Linked DNA regions of Pan troglodytes: region 1 is linked to region 2. The links are chromatin contacts, called in public Hi-C maps. All regions are on one chromosome and are shown on one strand. The core of a region is the stretch at or near the end of the contact, and the rest is flanking DNA. Distances in the headings are between cores, read along the strand shown. Region 1 overlaps SEMA4D (semaphorin 4D). Region 2 overlaps LOC107976868 (a long non-coding RNA gene).

Region 1 (5,577 bases), core at 2,554-5,053, 140 kb before region 2:
CAAAACCATGAAGACAGTAAAAAGATCAGTGGTTCCCAGGGGCTGGGGAGAGAGAGGGTTTTTAGGGCAGGGAAACTAGGCTGGCAGGGATACTATCACGGTGGACACATGTCAGTATGCATTTGTCCAAGCCTACAGAATGTACAACACCAACTGGCAATCCTAATGTCCAGATACAGATGTCGGGTGATAAGGTACCTATGTGGGTTCACCGACTGTAGCAAAGGCACCACTCTAGGGGGGGATTCTGAAAATGAGGGGGCTGTGCATGTGTGGGGAAGGAGCGTATGGGAAATCTCTGTACCACCTTCTCAATTTTTCTATGAACCTAAAACTGATCTAAAAAATAAAGTCTATTAAAATCAGTAACAACAAGGAACAGGCCTAGGAGTTCCTTGCCAGTCACAAAAGAAGCCTCTGTGAGGGTTCATGGCCTGGACACGTTAAGGAAGTAAGTGCCCACACCGGAGGGCTAGGAGCAGAGACGCAAGGCCCACAGGGCCCAGTTCATTTCGGGTCAAATGCCAAAGATGCTGGGTCACTGTTGGAGAGATATGGTTTACAAGGGATCTAATTCCTATCTAGATCCCCCAACTGCAATCAGTCCTCTGCGTATCCCAATAAGCATGCTGGGGTCAGGCCAGGCTAAGAGTCCAGAGCCAGGAGATGGGAGAACACAGAGATTTATCTCAACTCTCTCTGGAAACCCAATGAAATGACTCTAAAAGGATATGAACTTTAAGGATAAAAATGGAGGAGGGAGGTGACTTTGGAATCTATTAATAGGTGAGCAGTAACCAACGGTGTGCTGGCAAGCTGTAACAACTGGCTCTCCACGGGGTGGGCAGTGGGGGTGGGCGGTGGGGGTAAGGTGGGGGGTGCCCAGCTTGCAGCACACGCTGATTTCTGTGGTGTAAATGCTGCTTTCGAGCTCCCAGAATGATGCCGCTGAACTGGGGAGAGGTGCACAGCAGCACCCAGCACATGGCACTGCCATCTCAGATACAAGAGGCGAGTAACTGCAACCACACAGATAACAGTAGAATGCACACGATACTAGAAAGGAATGAGTTCTGAGTATTTTACCTTTTTAAATATAATTTGTTTCATTTTAAGTCCACATATTTAATTTTTAACAGTGGCTATGTTTACCACCAACCCTGTCACACACCACCAGAGCTGACTGATTTGAATTTCAGACCAGAGTTGAGCCAGGGCCTGGAAGAAGTCACAAAGAAACACAACCTGGAAAATGGAAGCAACCTTAAAAGTAAAATGTGGTGAAAGAAATGAAAGGCTGGAAAGTAAACTAAAGAGGTTTCCTAGAAGTTACACATGTAGCAGAGATGAAAAAACGGGGAACAGACGACTGGACGATCCATTCAGGAGTCCCACACGGAACTGGCAGGAGCTCTGGGAAAAAAATGAGGAATTATTAAAGCAGTAATAAAAAGAAAATAACTAGAACAGAAGGACCTGAGCTTTCGGAATAACAGGGCCCAGGAGCACAGTGAATGAAAGGAACCCGCCCACACCAGACACATCATCCTGAAATGAGGGTTACATGAGGCTTCCAGAAAGAAACAGGCCACAAAGAAATTACCTCTGAGTGCCCCACTGGAGGCAGCAAAGCAATGTCTTTGAATCCCAGGGAAGATGACTTCATACCTAGAATTCCCCATCTAGTCAAATTATCAATCAGTATGAGTGCAGTACAGAACACTGCTTCAAACCTACAAGTTCTCAAATGTTTTACCTCCCTCAACTTCTTTCTCAGAAAGCTACTGCAGGATTTGCTCCACCAAAACAAGGGAGCTGCTTCCCAGGTCTTCTTTCTTAGGAAGCGAGTGGAGGAGAGGCAGAGAGAGCGGGGAGCTGGGGAGCAGGCAGAGGCTCCAATGGGGCGGGGCAGGAGAAGGCACAGTGGATTACTGATTGCATCTGTGGCTTTGTTCTCAGAAATGCATTTTAAGGCTCTGGCAAGGAGTCTGAAGATGAATTAGAACAGATACACAGATTAGAAAATGAAGTTATTAACCCCAGGGAAGCAAGAGTGACCCATGAATGGAAATGTAACCAGAGTGTACCTATCACTGCCCAGTTGCACAGCCCCCATGACAAAAATTACGACTAACTCCACTGGAGGTCTGGGGGAAGAAAGAGAGGGAAGGGGAGGGGACAAGAGTTGGAGAACACAATCCTGTCTTCCATCATAATACAACATCTAAGATGGAAAAGTCAGGAAATGTAGGTGTATCTAATTTGAAGGAAAATACCAAAATGGTGAAAATAGTTGAAACTCAGTGTCTCAGGGCAGCAGGGAAGGGACAAAGGGACAAGACAAGCAAGTGCTGCTTCCTCTCTCAAGTTAAAGAAGAACTACTTCACTTTAAAATTACCTGCATTAATTACTCTCATAAAATGAATTCACCTTAAAAAGACATCCATGTTCTGGTTCCTCACAGCCTGGGGAAAGCAGCCCAGTGGATCCAGAAGCAGAAGACACGACCCCCTGAAGGGAGGCTCCCAAGGACCGGAAGAGTGAGCTGACTCTGTGCAGAGCCTGGGTCCCTAGGGCAGCCACATCTGGGGGCTCAAACACGCTGTAAAAATAGGATTGTGCACCGCAAAGCCGAAGCGCTGGGCAGTGGCACAGGATTTAATGCAGAATGCCAGCACCTAATGTGGCCAGCCTCTTCCACTCCACTCCTGCCCCCTCCCTCCGATGCACCCCACCCGTCCCAGGCTGCCTCGCAGCCTTGGCACTTGCTGCTCCCTCTTCCAGACTGTTCTCCCCCCAGGAGCTGCTGGTGGCTGGCTCCATCCCACAGTCACTCTTTGCCTCCCCTGACCCCCACACTCCATCCCCCTCTGTGGTATTGTTTTCATAGCACTTGGCCTAAGGACCTGAAAACGCCTCCCTGACTTAGTTGAGGCAGAACAGGAGAAACACAAACATCCCAGTGAGAAGACTCGGGCCAGACCTGGAGAGGACAAAGGTAAGGAGCCAAGAGTGGAAAGTTCCACAAAACAAAATCGCCAGTGAAGAGAGATTGAAAACAAATCTTGTAATAGTATCCACGACCAAACCCAGGGATGGCAAAGCCATTCCCGAACGAATGTGGCTGAGAGAAGGTATTTCCAGGAGTGTCAGCAGGTGCCCAGGTGGAAGCCAGCAGGTTCTCCTGGGTGGCTTTAAATGGTTACGAAGGACTGTCAGGACTGGTGCTGTTTATGCGGTTACTCAAACTGGTTATGTTGAAAAGAAACCTTTTTCTTGCTTGCTTTTACCTTGGACCAATCCAGACACTGCCATGTAGAGCTCAGCAGGGCACAGGCACCCCCACCTGACTTCCAGGCCCTGCCCTGAGAACAATGATTGACCACCAGGCTTCCTGGCACGGATTTATATCCAGGTCTGCAGTGTATTGATCTCATTAGCAGACACCAGATTCTCGATGGCATAAATCAGGCCCTGCTGCTCTTCTCAAATGGCCTTTAAAACAGTCCACATGAGTAGCCAAAGGTCAGGACAGAAGACCCATGCCACACACTGCTCCTCCCAGGGAGGGGGAGGGGCTGCACATTTTCTTTGTGACATTGGAGGGTTTTTTTTTCCTTTTTCAACAAGAATGCATTGTTTCATATAATTTTAAAGTTGCTTTAAGCAAAGCACACACCACACTCACACAGATCTGCCGGCCCCACGAGTTCTTTCAGAACAGTGGCTCCATAATCATTGATGGGTGTTACACTAAGGACCTCACTCTAAATAGTTAAATTAAAACAAAAGGAGAAAAAGCCCATTTTGCTGGCTTTCTTCGCCATTTCTGAGAAGCAAAGGTATCCCGCTGGGAGCTGAGCTGTATGCATGTGCATTTTGCCCTGACAGTGTGAAATTGCTGCCCTTTGCATTCAGAAAGAATGACTTGACACAGGAGCCCATTAGAAAGACAGGGTTATGAAATGTCACTCTCATTACTTACACGTAATTGGGGCTGTTCATGAGGGTGCACGAGCCCACTTTAAATGTCAGCAGAATGGAACTCCGAGGGGGCTCTGAGCCCCACACTCTTTTGCCTGTCAGTACTTGTCAGAAGGCAGCTCTCCCACCCCCAGGGGTCTTCAAATCAAGGCAGGAGGTCACAGCAGAGAAAATGGGAGTACCCAGCAACCACTGTGCAAACATGTCTGCGTGTATGTATATATATGTGGACACATGTACATCTGTGTGTATGCATCTGTGTATGTGCACGCATGTGCATCTGTATTTCTGTATGTGTGCACATGAACCCGCATAGATATGTGCACCTATCCATGTTTGTACATTTGTACACATCTGTACAGGTGTGTTGTGTACATGTGTATGTCTGCATATGCATGTGTATGTCTGTGTGCATATATATGTACACCTGTGTGAGTGCATGTGCATCTGCTTGGATCTCTGCATGTGTATACATATGTGTATGCATGGGCATCTGTGTATGTGTGTGTATAATGCGTGCACCTGTGCATGTCTGTGTATATATATCCATACATATGTATCTGTGTATGCATATACATGTATGTGTGCACAGCTATATGTGCACATACATGCATGCATCTGTGTGCGCATCTGTGTATGTGTACGCAGACATGTATGTGTGCATCTGTGTGTGCATGTGTATATGTGCATCTGTGCATGTGTCACTCTGTTGCAGAACATACATTCTGATCTAGTGTTGCATCTTAGATGTGAATAGTGACTGCTGGCAAGCGTCCTGTAAGGCAGGAACCATGAACCAAAATGCCATCTGGGGACTGTCCAGTCACCCGTGTCTCGGCTCCTTCCTGGGATCAGCTGTCTGGCAGCTAGGGTAGATTACAGAGGGGACACCAGTCACTACCACATGGAAGGTGTCAGTGCTTCTGCCAGCAACAGGATGCAACACTGGCATTAAAATGCCCTGGCTGGCATCCCAGGGAAACTGAAAGGGGATCTCTGGTGACAGCTGTGGACTGGCCAATCTAACATAGGCAGTCATTACCTGGACCCCTGACCTCACTGCATGCAAACCACTGCCTGGGGGAGCGTGTTCTGGCTTATTTCTTATCTCAGGGGTTTGCCCAGATGGGGCAGGTAAAGTTTAGAGTCTCTCCAGGCCCTACAACCAGGACAGTGGAGGACACGCACTCACCACATCTTCCCTCCCAGCTGGAAGCAGGCAGCCAGGTGCTGGGAAACAGAAGACACCGCAGCCCTCACCAACCATGCCTTGCCAGTGCCTGGCCACCTAGTATCCCCACCCTGGGATGTCCTCTGCCCCCAGAAACCCCTCTCCCACCTCCAGTTAGGATGCTGATGTCACTGCCTTGCAAACTGAGGATAAAATGGCCTTATCCCATCAGGAATCAGGAATGGGTTTCAGGAGCTGTCTAGGTCACAAGCACAATAAACAGTTTATTGTTCCAACTTCAGTTTTCCTAGAATTAAAATGGATCCCTGGAGACCAGCACTCCAGCTCTGCAGGGACATGCCTAGCCCTGCACCTGTGTTGGGCCGGACTCACCCAGCAGGGCAGCTGCCAGGACCAGTCT
Region 2 (5,473 bases), core at 2,498-4,997:
TTTCTAAAAGTAACCCAAAGCTCTAGGGTTTTGCCTTTTACAAATAGATTCTCAGTGTACCTGGAATTGTGGGAGGCAGTGGCCAAGGGTCATATCTGATCTCAGTGTTTCCACAGGACTCCTTGGAAAGACCCCACCACTTTGTGGGACCACCTTCCTCGGAAATCAACTATCATATTTTTGTGATATCATTCTGGGTGTTCTAGTCTGTTCCATTGGCTGATTTTCTTTTTTATCCTTGAGCCAATATCACATTGGCTTAATTCTTGAGCGTTTATCATAAATTGATGTCCACTAGAACAAGTCCTCCAACCTTGTTGAATGTCCTGGCTCTTCCATTTTCATGTATTTTAGAATCAGCTTGTCAAGTTTCACACACACACATGACACACACACACACATAATGGAAATTTAACTGGAATCACACCGAATTTATGAATGAACTTCTAGAGAATTGACATGTTTATAACATTGAAGTTTTTCATCCGTAGACATGGTATAGCTCTTCATTTATTTAGGTCTTTTGAAAATTTCTTAATGTTGTTTTATGTTTTGCTGTATAGACTCTTGCACATCTTTCATCAAGTTTATTCCCAAGCATTTGATATTTTTGGTATAATCATAAATGATATATTTTAAAATAATTCTCTCTTTGTTGCTAGTATGAAGATGTATAACTGATTTCTGAATTTTGATCTTTATCTGGGAAACTTGCTACACGTACTTCTAAATTCTAACAATTTTCTCATCCACCCTCTTGGATTTTCGTCCTAGGCAATCGTACTACTCACGTTATTGATTGTTTCATTTCTTCTTTTCCAATCCTTGCACCCTTTATTCCTTTTCTTGCCATTCTCTGGCTATGGGCTTCTGCACAGTGCTGATCAGCAGTGCCAAGAGTGGCATCCGTCTTCCTCCCAATCCCAGAAGAAAGGATTTCAACATTTTACCATTAAATAAACATTTATGATTACCCTTTATCAGTTAAAGGAACTGTCCTACTTCCACTTTTCTACGTTTTCTAAAAAAAAAAAAAAAAAACATGATGCAAACTGAAGAGAATCACAAGGTTCATCAATTTGGAAAGGAGAGCTTTATTTCTCATAAAGGGTTGCAGCCCGTAGATTGGCCATCCTGCAGACTGGGAAGCACAGCCTTCACACCGAGAGCAAGTGCTTGGAGGGAGGGAAGAGTAAGTCAGGAATTCATGCTGAACCGGCTGGCTAAGTATGCATATTCAGCACGCTATGGGAGGAGTCACGAATATTCATGAAAGGTAAAAATACACAGTTGAGCTTCACACCTCTTCACTGGTCACATATTTAAAATGGGCAGTGTTAGCACCATCCAAGGATGGAGTTTTAGGTTCTCTGATGTCTAAAGGTGAAATAGAGAACAAAAAAACTCTCACTGAGAGTTCTCCGTAAATTGACCCAAATTAGTCAAGAGATGGTGGTCAGTTTTCAGAAAGGGATGTTTGTCAGCTGTGTCGAACGCACAAAACGAAGAGATCATTTGATTGAGGCCTGAGGTGATTGGCTAATGATTGTCTGTTTCTTGTTTTCCAGAGCTGGTTTCTGCTTATTCCTTAGGAAATAATTCTGGTTAAAGATTAATAAGGAAGGGGGCATACTCAGGTGGGTCTGACCTCTCATCCCATCATGGCTGGAAACTCAGTTTTTTTTTTTTTTTTGAGATGGAGTCTCGCTCTGTCGCCCAGGCTGGAGTGCAGTGGCATGATCTCGGCTCACTGCAAGCTCTGTCTCCCGGGTTCATGCCATTCTCCTGCCTCAGCCTCCGGAGTAGCTGGGACTACAGGTGCCCACCACCACGCCCAGCTGATTTTTTGTATTTTTAGTAGAGACAGAGTTTCACCATGTTAGCCAGGATGGTCTCGATCTCCTGACCTCGAGATCCACCGGCCTCGGCCTCCCAAAGTGCTGGGATTACAGGTGTGAGCCACCGCACCCGGCCCTCAGCTTTTACACACACACACACGCACACACACACACCATTCCCCCCACCCCCCACCCCACGCACACACAGGAAATTTGACTGGAATCACATTGAATTTACAGATCAACTTCTAGATAATTGACATCTTTATAACACTGAAGTTTTTAACCCTGGGGTCCCCTTGGCCAAGAAAGGGTCCATTCACTCAGTTGTGGGGTTTAGGATTTTATTTTTATTTCTCAATGAATAGCTGGAACTTTATCAAATACTTTTCTGCTTTTATTAAAATGATTTTATATAATTAAAAATTATTTATCTTTTTAATATGGCAATATACTTTGATTTTTCAATATTCAGCCAACTTTGCATTCTTGGAATAAGTTCAATTTAGTTATGATCTGTTATCCCTGTTTTATAAATTGCTGGATTCAGGTTGCTAATATGTTATTGGGGATTTTATGCCTTTGTTTGTAAGAGAGATCAGCCTGCAATTTTCCTTTCTCCTCACGTTCTTGTTGGGTTCAGGGATTACAATCATGCAGGCCATATGAATTGAGTGGGAACTGTTTCCTCTATTACCACTTTCTGGAAGAATTTATCTCTTAAGGAGTAATCTTTGTGGGAGGGTTTTGAATTATATATTTCATTTCTTTATCAGGTAAAGGGCTATTCATGTATTCTATTTGTGTGTGTGGGTCAGTTTTGGTAGATTTTGTTTCTCCTAGGACTGTGTCTTTTTTTTTTTTTTTTTTTTTGCGACAGAATCTTGCTCTGTCGCCCAGGCTGGAGTGCAGTGGCGTGATCGCCACTCACTGCAACTTTTGCCTTTGGGGTTCAAGCAATTCTCTGCCTCAGCCTCCTGAGTAGCTGGGATTACAGGCACTTGCCACCATGCCCAGCTAATTTCTTTTTTTTGTATTTTTAGAAGAGATAGGGTTTCACCGTGTTGACCAGGCTCGTCTTGAACTCCTGACCTTGTGATCCACCCTCCTCGGCCTCCCAAAGTGCTGGGATTACAGGCATGAGCCACTGTGCCCAGCCAGGATTGTGTCTTTTTTCTCTGACTTCAAATTCAGGGGAATAAAGCTGTTTGAAAGATCTTTTTATCAACTTCTCACTGGTTGTGGGCCAGAGGCCGCTCTGCCAGGCGGTCTTCTCCGTGGACAGTTCACTGCATAGCTTGTTCTGCAAGGCCACCTGGAGGAGCTTCCTGATGATGTGAGCTGGAGGGAGCCTTCTACATCCCGCTCCTAATCTCAGAGGGACAGCCTGTTCCCTCTGCGCTGCTTTGTCAGTTACAAGTGAGCCGCAGGTCCTGCTGACATGGAAGGGAAGGGAATGACACAAGGTGTGGGCCACTGGGGGTCACTGCCATGAGTCCAGGGAACAGTCAGGACCCTGCCACCTCAGGACTTTGTGTCACTGCAACGGGATATATGTAACCTGTGCAATCTTTTAGGAAATGTATTCTGGAAATGTATTCCCCCCGGGTGCTCTTCGATGTGCACTAAAGCCATGGCCTTAGTGCAGATGTTCTCAGCTGGGGTGGTCTGGAAAGGGGGCAGGTAGAGTGGGCAGGGGGTGGGATCAGGCCAGGGTCTGTCCCCTGCTGGCTGTGTGAGTTCCTCCCGCAGGGCAAAGGTGACGGGCTGTCCCTCTGAGATGAGGGTGCAGGCTGTAGAAGGATCTTTCCGTCTCGCACCAGAAGGGGCCCCAGCCCTGTCTCTTCTCTCTCCTAGGTTAATATGCTAATATGCCCAGGTGAGCTGGGAACCTGGATGACTATAGTCAAGGCCTGCTCCCAGATGAGGAGCGGAAATGTCCTTGTCAGCAGGCATTAACCTGCACGCAGATGCGCAGTGATGTGTAGAGCTGTTTTCCTCATTCCCTATTCTGAGGGCTTTTGAAACGCGTAATTACAGTATTTAATAGTAACTCTTAACTCTTTTTCATCTTGAGGACGCCTTCAAACGTTAACAAACTAAAGTGGTTTTCTTTGTTCATCTCTACAGGTGTGACAGGGCTGCAGCTGCCCCCAGGCCCGCCCCACCACCATCTCCTTCCCTCCCAGAGAGCCCAGGCAGCCTCCATCTCCTTCTCTGCACTGCCCTGTGCTGTCTTGCAGCCACCCTCTCAGCCCTGTGTCCTTCCTGCAGCCCCTACCCTGCTGTCCACTTCTCCGGAAGCCCTCTTCACCCTAGCCTTGGGACCTGCTCACTCCTCCTCCAGCTCTGCACTCCTGCTTGGAGCCCTGGGATACCAGAGAGGCAGGGAGCCTTGTTTCCGCTCTGGGGGGTGGTGCGAGTCCAGGTTTCTTACCTTCTCTGCCACTGTGTGGCAGGTGCTGAGTGAGCACCTTGCCACAGAAGCACCTGAGAATGCTGGCCACAGAAATGGGCTGTAATAAGTAGAGCTTAGCTCTAACACGAATTAGGCAGGTGTGTGCTGGCTGCTCCAGAAACTCACTGGCCCAGAGATTGTTTCAGTGAGAACTTGCATTCTAGGTTCCCACCCATCCCTAAAGACAGTCATGGGTCAGTTCCCCATTGAGCAGGCACATGGTGGACCCTCTGCATTGAGGGAATTCACGTGGCCTCTGACTCCCCTACTTGGCTTCCTTCCCCTAAGATCCTCTGTCCCTGCTTGTCCAAGAGGAATCATAGTTATACAATAATTAGTAATAACAAGGACACGTATTGAGCATTGATCCGATACCAGAAACTCTTCTATTTTACACTCAATTCTTGTAACATCTCTATCAAGTAGACATTGCTGTTATCTCCATGTTCCCAGATGGGGGACTGAGGCACAGGGAAGATAAGTAATCTGGCCACATCACACAACTCTGGAGCCAGGACTCACACCCAAAACATCTGAAAATAGAGTCGAGAGCGGGTTGTACTGCGAGCTTTGGTGGCCCCAGCCTCTGCTCCCTCTTCTGACTTCTTGCACAGGATGCTTCTCACCATTAATCTTGGTGAGTGAGACTGTGGGTGAAAAGTCCTGTCACAACAGGACATCCTGCTTGGCCAGTTGGACTTTCTGGGAAGTGTGGATTTCCAGTAAGCCATTTGAGGACTTCAGACCTTTCTTGGAGATTTACCTCCACAGCAGAAGGGATCCTTCATCAGCAATTGCTTCAGGGACCCCAGCAGCCCTAGCCCCTCCCTTCCCCAGGAGCTTCTCTTGGGGTTTCTGAGCCTGACCCCAACCCACTTCTTTCCATCACACCCTTTTCTTCTGGAAGTGGGCCAGAATCCATTTCTGTTGCATGCAACCAGATGCAAGCTGAGCTGTGTTTTCAGAAGAGTGGAAAGAAGGGGAGAGCAGGGAGAAAGAGCCTCTCCACCCAGAAGCTGCAGGGAGGCGAGGAGGGCAGAGCCCCGCTCAGCCTGAGTCGCTGGTGAGTGGGCGTCCACTCCACCTCTGCCCAGGAGTCATCCTTGATTCCTCTCTCCAATCCCTCAGTATATCTTGTTCCCTAACTCCGAAATGTGTCCTGACCCCATCTGTCCCC

The links. A called contact is a pair of places that touch in the nucleus more often than the background predicts.
Region 1: a Hi-C map of induced pluripotent stem cells shows a contact between it and region 2, with 2.0 times the contacts expected there. The contact joins two enhancer-like sites. A contact is called at or near these places in 2 of 7 Hi-C or Micro-C datasets (induced pluripotent stem cells and stem cell-derived neural progenitor cells).

What each region holds. Positions count from the first base shown.
Region 1 is chr11:49,061,132-49,066,708 of NHGRI_mPanTro3-v2.0_pri, reverse strand. The region is part of intron 2 of SEMA4D (semaphorin 4D); the gene reads right to left. Among named protein-coding and RNA genes, the nearest start is that of SEMA4D, 86 kb to the right of the region's middle. Within about 2 kb of position 3,803, at least 4 of the 24 cell types and tissues checked have an H3K27ac peak or open chromatin away from gene starts, as enhancers often do. A contact at or near this core is called in induced pluripotent stem cells, where this site is marked.
Region 2 is chr11:48,921,660-48,927,132 of NHGRI_mPanTro3-v2.0_pri, reverse strand. LOC107976868 (a long non-coding RNA gene) reads right to left here. Exons shown (of 3, transcript XR_008537120.1): 3 at 4,664-4,829. Among named protein-coding and RNA genes, the nearest start is that of GADD45G, 53 kb to the right of the region's middle. Within about 2 kb of position 3,747, at least 1 of the 24 cell types and tissues checked has an H3K27ac peak or open chromatin away from gene starts, as enhancers often do. A contact at or near this core is called in induced pluripotent stem cells, where this site is marked.